2 separate regions of the Gossypium arboreum genome follow, and region 2 is linked to region 1. A link is a contact called in public Hi-C data. All regions are on one chromosome and are shown on one strand. The core of a region is the stretch at or near the end of the contact, and the rest is flanking DNA. Distances in the headings are between cores, read along the strand shown.

The links. A called contact is a pair of places that touch in the nucleus more often than the background predicts.
Region 2: a Hi-C map of leaf shows a contact between it and region 1, with 4 times the contacts expected there. The contact joins two enhancer-like sites. A contact is called at or near these places in 2 of 5 Hi-C or Micro-C datasets (both in leaf).

The regions. Positions count from the first base shown.
Region 1 is chr7:72,641,338-72,645,467 of ASM2569848v2, reverse strand. It overlaps LOC108454366, which reads right to left. Exons shown (of 23, transcript XM_017752808.2): 22 at 3,165-3,227; 23 at 2,657-3,086. The coding sequence ends at 3,000. Among protein-coding and RNA genes, the nearest start is that of LOC108454366, 9.9 kb to the right of the region's middle. Within about 2 kb of position 1,712, at least 2 of the 2 cell types and tissues checked have an H3K27ac peak or open chromatin away from gene starts, as enhancers often do. A contact at or near this core is called in leaf, where this site is marked.
Region 2 is chr7:72,788,062-72,792,191 of ASM2569848v2, reverse strand. It overlaps the pseudogene LOC108476349. Among protein-coding and RNA genes, the nearest start is that of LOC108455796, 25 kb to the left of the region's middle. Within about 2 kb of position 2,146, at least 2 of the 2 cell types and tissues checked have an H3K27ac peak or open chromatin away from gene starts, as enhancers often do. A contact at or near this core is called in leaf, where this site is marked.

The DNA.
Region 1 (4,130 bases), core at 463-2,962:
TTGATTCCTTTGAGTTAAATTTGTTCACTCAATACAATCATATTTTATCTCATTGTCACTATTGTGTCTTCTTAATGATTAATATGATCACTGTCAACTAATGATTGTGATAAATTGTTCATTCAAGAACAAGCAACTCGTAGTCACGTTACATATTTATCAATCCACACAATGTTAATAAGAGGATGTCGTTAACTCTTTAATCGAGCTATAAATTTTATTGTTGCTAGTAAAGTCATGTCATACACAAGTCATGTACCCAACATACCGGATATTAGTTCAATCATCTTTAAAGCATAAGCCTCCACTTACATCAAAGCACATGAGTTGCATACACATGGTCGGTAACTAACTCAAGATTTATGTAAGTCACACCATGAACACCACAAGTTAATTAATTCACAAACGAATTTCGAATTATTTCAATTTAGGTTCAGTCCAATGTATCATTCTTCTAATGAGTATATTTATGTCTCTACCCGCGGAGTCAATTATTTCAATAGTCAAAACTAATCATCTCTCTAATTGGAATTGTAGACGACATTATAATCCTTCTGAGTATTTGAATTAAATACTCACTTGAGTTCTTTTACGAGATTATAGACTTGTTTACATTATCTAATACGAGCACATTTCTCAACAATATAATAATGTAAAATTAACTTTATTTATTTGTTCATCATTTAAATATATAAAAATAATTACAAATTTATTACAATACGAGCACATTTCTCAACACTTAACATAAAAGGAAAAGAAATAAAATCCCTTTAAATTTCAACTACATATTTACAACTACGTAATATATTTTCTAACAGAGGCAAATGATTGAACACATGGAATGGAAGTCATAATTTAAACCATTTACAAATAGTAAGCTCAAGAAAGCCACAACAAAAGCTCAAACGAGAGCCAAAATAGAGGAAAAACAAATTCCATCCACAGAAAAGGAGAAGATTGAGATTGGGTCAAACCTTTTGCCCTCGTGGAGAACGACAGAAAAGTGAGACCAATCTAAACTTCAAGAGAGAATGACAGAATATGGAGGAATCAGAAAAGCTTCTAGGAGAAAACCCAAGGCATCAAAACAAGAGAGATTACAAGATGATGAAACAGTAGGAGCTCGTGGAGAAAGTTCAACTCGAAGGAAAAAATGGGAAAAACCCATGTATTAAACATTAAATTTTATAATAATAAGAATTGCTATAATATAAATATCAAATCAAATATGATTATCTTACAAAAGATTGGAAACTACAAGCAACATTGATTTCTACATTCGCACAAACACTAAACATGATACAATGTACAAGTGCATATAAATATGAAATTATATTCAATGCAACATCAATGTATAAATTTTACGCATCATTAATGCACCACAATTTATGATATCATTGATGGACAAAATAAAAAATAAAAAAAATCAAATAACCTTTCAATAACTACTTAAAAATTTATTCAAACTTGATTAAAAATAATTATAATTTCTCACCTTCATCTCTTAATTGTCTCCTATATCCCGTCTACTTCACAGTTTTGACTGCTTCCAGACTTTTTCCCCGGGCTCGCCCGATTATCTGTTCAGTGATGGCCAAAAGAAGCTACGTTTATCTCCAGAAAGCTTTGACGTCAACTCCGGAAATGGGTCACTTTCCCATCTTGAGTTTGCCTCAAGAAACAAGAGACTGCGGGCAGTTTTGATGCCCTTTATGGATCAAACGGCACTGACAAATCTGATGCCTATGGCATTAACAAGGCCTTACAGTCTTGCCAAGCTGTCGTTGTACGTAGTTGCAACGAGTTTGAAGGTAATTACTTGATTACTTGAGTTTACTTAAGATGCTCGGGAAACAAAGTGATTTCGGCAAGTTGGCTTCCACCGGAGAAACCACAAGGACGAGACATCACCGATGAGGCATGGGTTAAGATTTTTAAGTGGCTAGACGAGCAAAAGCACAGGTCAGTTGTGTTTGTGGGGGGTTGGCAAATTGGCAGTGAGTGTAAACTGAGCAGAGATCAAACTTATGAGATAGCTTATGAACTAGAGTTATCTGAATTGGGCTAAAGATTATACGGATGCAGTGCCACGGGGTTTTGCTCAAAGGACACAAGGCAGAGGAGTGGTGACTCTTGGGCGGGCACCACAAACGGACATTTTGGGGATCCTTGTTTCACTGTGGTTGGAGTTACAGTGATAGACAAGATAGCTAGTGGAGATTGACAAGAGGTGAAGATGGATTATACAATAAAAAAGAAGTGGCAAATTCTGAGGCTAGGACAAGGCCTCAGGTCTGCTGAGTTTAGTAGTGATCAATAAAAGTACATTACTCAACTTCTGGAGTACCTGAAAAATGGAGCGGTTAATAATATTGGTATAATTAATAGCTAAGGCTATCAAGATTATTCTGGTTGGCATTCCGTAGTAAACGTGATAAATAATAAAGAGCCTTGTGAAAATCATGATTTTCCATTTCATTAAAAAAAAAAAAAAAAACCTGTGCGATTGCCCGTATATAATGACGTGAGTAATTTTAAAAACAACGAAAAAAAAAGAAGGGGCAAATTTTGTCAATTTTATCCAAATCCATGAAAATTTCCAAACCAAAAGGATAAGATGTAAAACCTGTAATTCACTTCAGGCTCAAGAAACTCATTGAGTATAATAAGTGGTCTATTTGATTTATTTATATTCAACATTTATACAGCCAAAAATACGTAAATAAATAGTGTGAAGAATAGTGGATTAAAACAAAAAATACCTCTGATACATGCAACCGAGCATGAAATGAATGCTATGATGCTTAACCCTCTATATCTACAAAGAACAATTTTTGTGATTCTAATGAGATACAAAGATTCACTGTAACAAAGGCCTAATCAGTCGCATGACTTTGATTTCCACTGCTTGTCCTTTGCTTTGATTAAACATATAAATGAATGCATGCTTTCGCTAAAATTGGCATTCCCCCACTGCAACTTTTGTTTCAGTACCTACCTTATTTCTCTTCTGCATTTGCAGTGGAAGAGAGTTTCTCTTCCAAATCGTCAAGCAAATCATGGTATTCAGCAAATGAAGAATGAGACTGTCAAAAGGACATTGTTAGAGCATGGTGAGAAAGTCGGATTTGGTTAAGAATATTTGGACTGTAAAAGCCACATACCTGCAATGTCATATTATATGCTTTCCACAACCGCATGTCATGCCGGAAAAGATCAAAAAGAACCTGCTCAACAACAAATAGATTATGATCATGAAACCAACTCTGATGAATAACTTGCCTAGCTTTTTAATGTCAAAAGGACCTAAAATGAAAACAATTAAATAACAGGTATCCTCAAAGATGGATTTCAATAACACCAAAAGAGATTTTAACCCAAGATTACATAGATATGTTTCAGTTCAGCCTCTTTTGAGGTGATCATCTACCTATCAGGAACAAATTTTTTCCAACGAAAAAATTACTTAATTTATTCGAAAATAATAACCAGAATATCAAAGGAAGATGTCAAATAAAGCACCAGAAAGAACAAGTTTTCGGATCTCAAATTTGAATGATAACAAACAACTTTAAATAGTCCCGCTTTAAGATTCAGACAGAAGATGGTTGAAACTCAGCTCGCTGTTTTCTTATGGCAGACAATTAAGGCCTATGTGGCTCTTTTTCATACTAGGAATAGCAGTGCGAAAAAAGAGAAAGAAGGAAAGTTGGGTTCTATATTGTTTTCCATTATGCTCCAATTGACTGCCATCTAACCCCTATATGCAGCTCTTTTTTTATCATACTACAAAGAGAGACGAGAAGAAAGAGAAATCAGGAAGGACAAGCAGCTATTTAGAGAAACAATAGATATTAGGCAAATATCAATTGAAAAGTCACATTAACAAAAACATTTATCCAAAACATTGATGAACTTACTGAACACTTTGACAGTTTAATTAATTATGTAAAATAAATTATGTAGAAAAATACAGATATTTGTTAAAATTTTAAAAAATAATTCAAATAAAAAATTGTCCTCTTTTGTGAATCATGGACAAAATTCCTAGTAACTTTTCCCAAAGCAAAATGACAACTCTAATGAGTCACCCACACTTCAAATTAGGACAAGGTATGATACATGCATCA
Region 2 (4,130 bases), core at 897-3,396, 150 kb before region 1:
CATTTATGAGAGGTATAGTCTGACCACTGTTGAGCCTTCCTGTTTTGATGAAGCTACAAGGGAGGGCTGTTGGAAAGAAGTTATGGAGGCTGATCCACAAAAATGATACATGGGAGCTAGTTGATAGACCAACAAACAGAAAGGTCATTGGTGTGAAATGGATGTTCAGGACCAAACAATACAGATGGGTCACTGAACAAGCACAAAGCTAAGTTGGTTGTAAAGGGGTATAGTCAGTAGCATGGCATCGATTTCTTTGAAACCTTTGCACCAGTTGCAAGGTTGGACACCATAAGGCTGTTGTTTGCCTTGGTTACTCAGAAGTAGTGGAAAGTGCATCAGCTGGATGTTAAATCAGCTTTTTTGAATGGATTTCTCAAGAAAGAGATCTTTGTTGAACAACTTGATGGATTCAAGGTCCTTGGTGAAGAGCACAAAGTCTACAAGCTCAAAAAGACTTTGTATGGCCTAAACAGGCTCCAAGGGCCTGGTATAACAGGATTGATGCATACTTATCAAGGCTGGGGTTCGAAAAGAGCATTAGTGAGCCTACACTCTATGTGAAAAAGGTGGAAAAAGAAACTTTGCTGATTGTGTCTTTGTATATGGATGACTTGTTGGTTACTGGTTGCAGAAGTGAATTGATTGAAGATTTTAAGAAGCAGATGCAAGATGTTTTTGAGATGACTGATTTAGGCTTGATGACCTACTTTCTCGGTATGGAAGTGAATCAGAATGAGCATGGTATTTTTATAAGCCAGCAAGCTTTTGCATTGAAGGTTCTAGTTTTGCATGACAAATTGCAAGCCTGCTAGCACTCCTGTAGCACTAGGAAAAAAACTCTCAAGCAACAGTGATCATGATCGTGTGGATGAGAAGAGATACAGAAGTCTAATTGGTGCCTACTTAACTTGACGCAACAAGGCTAGACATCATGTATGTTGTTAGCCTTCTATCGAGGTTCATGGATTGCTACAATGTAGCTCATTTCAAGGCTGCTAAAAGAGTCTTAAGGTATGTCAAAGGGACCTTAGGACCTTAGGCTATGGTGTGAAGTTTGAGAGAGCTGAAGAGCTGAAGTTGGTTGGCTATTCAGACAATGATTGGGCTAGTTTAGTTGATGATACGAAGGGTACATCGAGCTACTTCTTCACTCTAGGTTAAGGTGTTTTTAGTTGGAGTTCTAAGAAGTAACAGACAGTAGCTCAATTCACAATAGAGGTAGAGTATATTGCAGTTGCTACTGTTGTTAATCAAGCCATTTGGCTTAGGAAACTTTTAAGTGACTTAAATGCTAATCAAGTGGAAGCAATAGAGATCAAAATTGACAATCAGTCAGTTGTTGTAATTGCCAAGAATCCTGTATTTCATGGTAAGATCAAGTATCATTTTGTGAGAGAGGCAGAGTTGTGAAAGGAAATCAACTTGATCCAGAGTTGTGAAAGGAAATCAACTTGATCCATTGCTGCTCGGAGATTCAGCTCGCAGACATTTTGACCAAGTCATTGGCTGTCACTAAATTCGAGTATTTGAAGAAGGAAATTATAGTTATTGCTTTGTAACCAAGGAGGAGTGTTGAAAGGTAGTAACAATGCAGCAACATGCAAGTGACCAAGCAACACAGCTGTAGCATGCAAATGGCCATGGATACTTGCACAAGCAAGATTTGTTTTTTACCATGTAATTGAACTATATGGCATTTTTGCTTATTCAAACACAATGTTTTTGTTTTTTGATCTTTAGTTTCTGATTTAAACTCAACACAGCAGAAGGGGAGTAGGAGGAGCCATGTATTATGAAATGAAACTTTTCTCTTAACCTATCTTTTCTCTATTCTTTACTCATATTTCTCTCGGTTAATGGAGGGAGGGAGGGAGGGAGGGAGGAATGGAGGGAGGGGGGATTTTATATGGGTGCCGGCTTAGTTCGGTAAAATAGCCTTAGCTTTCTGATTTTAACTTTTATTACTGTAGAAAGTCTTTCTTTATTTTGGGTTGGAGTCGGGCATGTCAAGGGAGTCAAGCTATGGGCCAGGGGCTCACAGCATCAAAGGAATACCAACTCATGGTGGACGCTATGTTCTATACAACGTTTATGGTAACCACTTCGAAGTTTCCAGGAAATACCTACCTCCTGTTCGCCCCGCCGGCCGTGGTGCTTTTTGTATTGTCTGGTAAGATCTTTTTTCCCCTGCTAACTTTGTTTCGGTTTAAGTTTCTAGTTTGATTCACTTCCTGTTTATTTCAATTTCTGGGTTTGTTTTAGTCTTAGAGCTTCAACATGATAGTTTTTCAAGAAGTCAATATGTGATCATTTTTCTTTTGTTAGATTTCAGTTTCATGATTAATAAGTTAGTTATTAGTATGAAATGAAAATTTTCTCTTAACCTATCTTTTCTCTATTCTCTACTCTTATTTCTCTTTGTTGCAATCATCGGTTAATGAGTGGGGGATTTTTTATATGGGTGCCGGCTTAGTTCGGTAAAATAGCCTTAGCTTTCTGATTTTAGCTGTTATTACTGTAGAAAGTCTTTCTTTATTTTGGGTTGGAGTCAGGCATGTCAATGGAGTCAAGCTATGGGCCAGGGGCTCACAGCATCAAAGGAATACCAACTCATGGTGGACGCTATGTTCTATACAACGTTTATGGTAACCACTTCGAAGTTTCCAGGAAATACATCCCTCCTGTTCGCCCTACCGGCCGTGGTGCTTATGGTATTGTCTGGTAAGACTTTTTTTCCCCTGCTAACTTTGTTTCGGTTTAAGTTTCTAGTTTGATTCACTTCCTGTTTATTTCAATCTCTGGGTTTGTTTTAGTCTTAGAGCTTCAACATGATAGTTTTTCAAGAAGTCAATATCTGATCAGTTTTCTTTTGTTAGATTTCAGTTTCATGATTAATAAGTTAGTTATTACTATGATCAAACAGGCTAGGTAGTCCCCCGCGCCAACCCCCCTTTAAATTACAATTTTAGGTTTAGTGCACTGTAATCAAACTTAAGTATATTACCCGGACTGAGTGTTAGACAAGGGTATGTGGCTAATACAAGTATTTTGAGGACCATAATTTCATAGCCATGTCGTTGTATATGGATACTAGAGGAAAATGAAAACTCTTGGTAATACAGTTTATAAAATGTATTTGGCAGTGTGATTGCTTTTGATGAAATTAAGCTGCCAAATTCTAGGGTTCCATTGAAGTGAATAACTTTAGGTTCCGCCTTTCAGGCTGAGAAGATTGAAAGAAAGTTAACATTCTGTTCATTTGACTTACTGTCTATTTTGTTAGTAACAATGTGAGGCTAAGATTTGATTTCCCTTTCTTTTTCTCAGTGCTGCTTTGAATTCAGAGACATGTGAGAAGGTTGCTATCAAGAAAATTGGTAATGCATTTGACAATAGGATTGATGCTGAAAGGACATTGCGAGAGATCAAGCTTCTTCGTCACATGGATCATGAGAATGTAAGTGCTGTTTTGGTTTCATAGTTCCCATGTTTAACTTTTTGATGGACGTTTCAATAATGTTGTTTTAGTCGTAGACTCCTAATTGTTAGGCTTCTTGCTTGTATAAGGTCAGGTTTCTATGGCTAAACAATATCTATATTTTGTCCCTATCTGTGTATTTAGAGGGATTTGGGCTAACCTTTCTGTTGATTTGAGTTCCTTGAGAAGATTATCTGTTAACCCTAAATTAACTTTTAACCTTTAAGGACAGGCTAATCTTATGATATTGTGCATGAACACTATTTTACCTTTTCATATTAGAAAGCACTATCTAACCAGGCTTCTCTTGAATCTTATAAAATTTCTTCTTATCAGTCTTTATATGCTTCAATGAAACTTGAGCACATTACATTTTGCCATGTGTATGACTATCAGAATTCCTTTTTCTGGCTTGGCTAATGCTTTTATCTTTGCAAGTTTACGGCCATGTTTTATGTTGGTTTCTTACTCTTAGGTTTGGTTAACAACGTTCCTTCACTTGTTGTATATGCATATTAATAATGGCATGAGACTACACTGAAGTAGTAATATCTGGTTGTGGAATTATAGTTTGATTGGTCAGTCCCTTTTTTCTTCAGGTGATTGCCATCAAAGACATCATCTGCCTCCATGAGAGGAGAACTTTAAT